Linked DNA regions of Callithrix jacchus: region 1 is linked to region 2. The links are chromatin contacts, called in public Hi-C maps. All regions are on one chromosome and are shown on one strand. Each heading gives the region's core, a stretch centred on a gene start, on an enhancer-like site or on the middle of the called end of the contact. The rest is flanking DNA. Distances are from core to core; before and after follow the strand shown. Region 1 has its middle 62 kb from the start of KLF15. Region 2 holds the start of KLF15 (KLF transcription factor 15).

Region 1 (2,700 bases), core at 49-2,548, 62 kb after region 2:
TTTAAACGTTTAGCCTTTTAATACACCTGTTGTTCATTGTTGCAAATGATAAGAAGATTCTAACACTGGTTTCAAAATGGATCATGAGTTTTCCCCAAAGCCGCTGTTGACCTTCCATCTTGGCTTTGAAAGGCCTCCTTTAGTACTAAATTTCCACATAAACGTGAATCTTTCTGGATTTTCTATGTGAATTACTAAAGTCTTTTTGGAGCTTTTTGAAATCATCTTCAGGATTCCTTTGTATTTCCTCTTTCAGATGAACTTTCAAATCAGCTTCTCAAGTGTCAACATCCCTCTGGGATTTTCATTGATATTGAACTGAATTTATAGATTTTGCAAGCAGAAAAAAAATTACTTGAGTTTTTGGGGAAAAAAAAGTCTTAAATGGTTGTTTTCAGATTGTATCACGATGTCCGTACCTCCGAAGTTGCCCAAATTGTCAGGCTTGTGGGCCTTGGAGTGAAGGCTGGGGAGCTTGGGGCTGCTGGAGGCGTCCAGCCCTGATTGTGTGTCCGGGAGAGTGAGCCCCGAAGTGAGAGGGCCATGTGCTGATGGCACAGCCAACTTCTTGCCCTCGGTCCAAGGAGAACTAAGGGACGAGCTGCAGCAGGCGCAGTGGACTCAGGCGGGGTCAGGAGGACGCTGGTGCAGGGTGTTGGGCGTGGCTCCTTCCCAAGTGCCTTGCACTTCCCAGGCTGGGCTGAAGTGGGGTCGGGGGCGACTCGAGTGGGGACTGAAGTAGCCAGCCTTGGCACCTATCCACGGCAAATAACTGACTGGACTCCGTCAGGTTTTTTGAGGAAAGGTTTATTCATACCCATTGTATGCACATGTGCAAATTCAAACCCACGGCTTGCAGGAGTCTGAGCTTTCTCGAAGATCAATTGCTCCCATGCTACCATTTGCAGTTTGCCGGTCTCCAGTAGATGATTTCTGAATATTTTAATCAACTCATTATTAACCATTCACATGTCCACTTAGCCTAATTGTAAGCGATTACACTTGTGGGTTTCACAGGCCAGCTGTATTTTTAGTACGCATTAAAAAAAGCATGACTGTTGGGTTGTGATATGCTGGCCCACCTGCCATGTCGAGTCATGGTAGCCGCGCTCTGGCAGAGAGGACGGAGCCTGAGTGCGAGCCCCGGAGGCCTTGGTCTTGCTCAGGCTTTGGCCCCAGCCCCTGGCAAGGACCTAGAGGAAAGAATTTCAACGTTGAAGCTTCCTCCGCCTCTCGTGGAATCAGGTCGTCGACTCAGCGCTGCAATTGCTGGGAGGTGAAAGGCGCGTCCCTGGCGGTGCGGCGCCTGCGGGTGCCTCTGGAGCTGATTCCCGTGCACAGCCCCTCGCGGTGATGGGGTCGAGGGGGAAATCCAGGCTCCCGAGCAAGCTGGGGCTGGCTTGGGACCAAGGAGTGTCCTTATTCTGTAGCTCTGAGAGCTCACAGAAGGGGGCTGGGGAGGAAGCGGACAGGCGGGGTTGGGGGCAGAAGAAAGCGCCCACATCAACTCGCTGGCACGAACCACTTGTCCCCTAGAACGGGAATCCCTGCCGGGTGAGGGAGGCCGGAGCTGAGCCTCAGCCCCAGGAAGGGCGGGGCCTCTTCAAAGCATTCCCTCCGCAACGCTCTGGTAGCCCTGGGACTCCAGCCTCGCTTGCCAGCTACAGCTCAAAGGGCCTCTGTCTCCCTCGGGCCTGGGGGTGGGAGTAGCCTCAAGATAATGGAGTGCGTGAGCTGAGGCCTCATTCGGAGCTCTCGCCACGCCACCGTAAGGAGAGACCAGAGGGCCAGGACAGGGAGCGGGACTGGGCAGAATCACACAGCCAGCCAGGGGCTCCAGCTACAGTCCCCCAACCAGCCCAGGCCATCCCTGACTTTCAGGGAACGCTGGTAGCTGTTTTAGCTCTATGGGGGTGCGGGGTGGGGAGCTAATGCAATAGAAAACATGCCGCAGGTATCATGCAAAAGAGGCCAGAAGGAAACTTTTAAAAGTGGGACAAATACAGTATAGAATGCTAAGCTAATATGCTTAAACATCTTAAAGCAATACATATTTTTAAAAGAAACATCAAGCCAGGCGTGGTGGCCTGTAATCCCAGCACTTTCCGAGAGAGAGGCAGGAGGATCCCTTGAGCCTAGGAGTTTGAGACCAGCCTGGGCAACATAGGGAGACCTCGACTCTTAAAAAAATAAAATAAATGTCAAGTACTAAAAATAATTCAAGGTATTAAAAAAACGCCGGAGAAGAAATCTCACTTAGGTGCAAGTTTTGAAATCATAGTAAAGCAAAGGTAGCAGATGTAAACCAAAAACAAAATTCTTCTCAGATGGTTGGGAGTCTTCTCCCCCAACCATCTGAATGGACCCCTCCTCATGGCCAAAGGAATTCCAAAGTTAACCTGAAAAACTAGTTTAGGCCATGATGGGAAGAGGGGTGGTGAGACATGTCTCATTATACCTGCCTCTCTTTTGGAATTCAGGAAGGGATGACCAGTATTAACATCAACACAGACCTTAGTGTCTGATGAGAAACATTTATCAATTCTCTCTGAAGGCTGCTGCTTGGAGGCTTCTGTATGATAAAACCTCAGTCTCCACAATCTCTTATAGTAACCCAGACATTCCTTTCTGTTGAAAATAACTCTTTCAACCAATTGCCAATCAGAAAATTCTGAAACCTACCTATGACCTGGAAGCCCC
Region 2 (2,700 bases), core at 34-2,533:
ACTTCTGTGTACTAGAAAGCTTCTCACCATCCTCAACACAAATGTCCTTAAAGCCCTCTGGCTAAACCATGGTTTGGCTCCTGGTGGTAGCAGCAACTGAATCCCTGGCACTGACTTGGTGTACAGAGAGTGTCCCCAAAGGCCTGGTTAAGCAAACCCAGACCCACAGCATTCCAGAGAGCCTAGAAAGGGTCTGGTTAAAAATTCCTGCTTTAGCAATGTCTTCCAGAAGCAGCAGGAGACAATGCTCCCTACCTCCCAGTGCCAGGAGGGGAGAGAAAGGAAGCTGAGTAGGAGAGCTCTGCACAGGTGCCCTGGGGGTGTCTGCAAGATGACCTGGCTCTACCTCTCTACCTGCTCCTTCCCAGCTGTGGGACAGGGCAAGGCTGGTGCCCTCTCTGAATCGGTTTCTTCATCTGTAAAGTGATTGGCTGAGGATCCAGCTGGAGTGTGGATTAGAGGGCACAGCAGGGTGCCTAGTACCAACAGCGCACGTGTTTCTCTTGGGCAAGCCACTCTGAGCCTTACTCTTCCTATCTCTAAGCCGGAACCCAAAAGCTAGCCAGGATTGGTGTGGACTAAGGCAGTCTGTGAACGCTTTTGTAGACTGTGAAGCACTATGTGGTCTTCAGAAAGGTGCCCCAGAGACAAGGTATCATTGGCTTCAGGTGGGGAATCAGCAAAACCCCTTAGATAGTCCTAGAGGCCGGGGTGGCAGTGCAGAGCGCGCACACTTTCCAGAGGGTAACTGATTGCCCTGCTGAAAGACCAATACCGTATTTCTCCAAAAATACCTTCTCCTAGGCAAGTCTCCTACTTTATCTGGCACTCAGCAGGGAACACAGCTGCTTGTAACGCGCTGGGGATGAAGGTGGGGTTGTAGGGCAGACCCGGCCAGACAGGCTCCCCAGCGCTCACCCCTCAATCACGCAGACTGCTCTATGGGGCTATCTCAGGGCTTTTCATAAGTCGTGGAGCCCGTCTGCCGTTCTCACCTGGGGACCGAGCTTCAGGAGCCGACCCTCGTGGACGCTGCGAGACCGTGGCGAGGGGTGGAGGCAAAGAGCTGGCTGCGGGCCGGGGACCAGGCAGCGTGTTGGGAGGCTTGCGCGTCGCACAGCTCAGGGATCCCAGCGCTGACGCCGCGCAAGGCCGGGCGCAGCGGGGGCGGGGAGGGGCGGGGCCAGGGTGGGGCGGAGCTTGTGACGCGCGGCGCCGGCCAATGGGGCTCGCGGCCGGGGCCGAGCCTCCTGCGAGCCTTCGCGGCGCCCACGGCGTCACGTGAGCGGCGGGGAGTGAGCGCCCAGCGAGCTGCGGGCGGGCTAGTGCTCCGCCGCAGCGACCCGCGGGCCGGCGGGCTAGCGAGCCAGCGCAGGACCCGCGGCTCGGCCCCCGGCCGCCTCCGGACCGAGAGCCGAGCCGCCGCCCCCAGCCCAGCCCGCCCGGCCGCAGGACCGCCGGGGCCTGGCCGCCGGTCGGGCGTGTGCCAAGTTCAGGTGGGAGAGGCTCGGCGGGGCCGGCCGGCCGAGTGGACGCGGCCCCGGGTGATCAGGGGACTGGCGGGCCTCGGGGCGCGTGGCCGTGCGCCCGCGCAGCTCTCGGAAGCACGGCGCGAGTGCCAGAGGAATATCGGAGGAGCGGGGTGGTCTCCCGCGGAGGGGGGTAGGGGTCGGGCAAGCCCGGGGGAGGTGACCCCCCCCACCCCTGTTGCCCACCAGCACTTTGCTGAGGCCCGCGCCGCCGCCTCGGTGCCTGGCCGGGCGGTTCCGTGGCGCGCCTTGCGGGCCTGCCCTCCCATACGGTGGGCACCAGCGGGGCCTTATGAGAGGAGGGGGCGAGCGGACGCGCCGGCCGGTCCAGGGTTGGGGGCGGAGGGGCTGGAGAGGGAGGGGTTACTGTCGGTCACCGCAGCAGTGGTGGGGGCAAAGGGGGGCGCGGGACGAGGGCATGGTGCCCAGCGGGCAGCGGCCCAGAGCTCCAGGAGGGGTCTGAGCCGGCTGTTCATTTCCCACGCACGTTTGTCTACACGCGCGGACACCCACGGAGGCTCCACGCACGAGCACTTCGCGGACAGCCTCCCGCACAGCCAGAGCGGCCGCCGCGCACCACGCCCCGCACACGCAGTCACACGACAGGAACTCACACCCCTTCACGCACACCCGCCACTGTTCACGCGTCTCACTCTACGCTGAGTCTCCGTCCCCTCAGATCGAACATTACCAAAGCCATGGCTTGGTCGAGGGATGGCCGCGGCGGGGCAGAGAGGCTGTCCCCATTCCATATGGTGGTTCGGTTCACTCTTCCCTCCCCGCCGTGGTGTTACTCATGGAACCCCCCTCCCCCCGCCCCGTCTTACGGAGGGTACAGAGGGGCTGTTTTCTCCCACGGCCCTAGGAGGTGACAAAATCTCCAAATGTCTGGGTACCTCAAATCTCCCTTCCCCTGTCCACCAGGACCAGGTGGCCCCTGGGGAGACCCTGCCGTCCTACAGGTGTGAGAACGCCCGGACTCTGCGACTTTGGGGCCTGCGGGTGGCGCAGGGACCCGGGACTCTTATTTTGAAGGGCGGCCCCCACCACCACCCCCGTGATTTGCACGCTGACCCAATGGCAAGCCCTTGGCCGGCGCTGGGCTTGTTATCAATTACATGTTGTTCCTGCAGCCGCTGTGTCCCCGGGAGGATAAACAGCAGGCCTGGCC

Evidence for each region. Hi-C and Micro-C count contacts between places; a contact is called where the count stands out from the background.
Region 1: a Hi-C map of skeletal muscle shows a contact between it and region 2, with 3 times the contacts expected there. The contact joins the enhancer-like site here to the promoter of KLF15 in region 2. A contact is called at or near these places in 2 of 3 Hi-C or Micro-C datasets (induced pluripotent stem cells and skeletal muscle).

What each region holds. Positions count from the first base shown.
Region 1 is chr15:77,041,058-77,043,757 of calJac240_pri, forward strand. No RefSeq gene overlaps it. Among named protein-coding and RNA genes, the nearest start is that of KLF15, 62 kb to the left of the region's middle. Within about 2 kb of position 1,299, at least 7 of the 16 cell types and tissues checked have an H3K27ac peak or open chromatin away from gene starts, as enhancers often do. A contact at or near this core is called in skeletal muscle, where this site is marked.
Region 2 is chr15:76,978,728-76,981,427 of calJac240_pri, forward strand. It overlaps KLF15 (KLF transcription factor 15), which reads left to right and starts at 1,284. Exons shown (of 3, transcript XM_035273943.3): 1 at 1,284-1,496. It overlaps LOC128929766, which reads right to left. Exons shown (of 4, transcript XM_078352409.1): 1 at 2,604-2,700; 2 at 1,716-1,818; 3 at 996-1,506.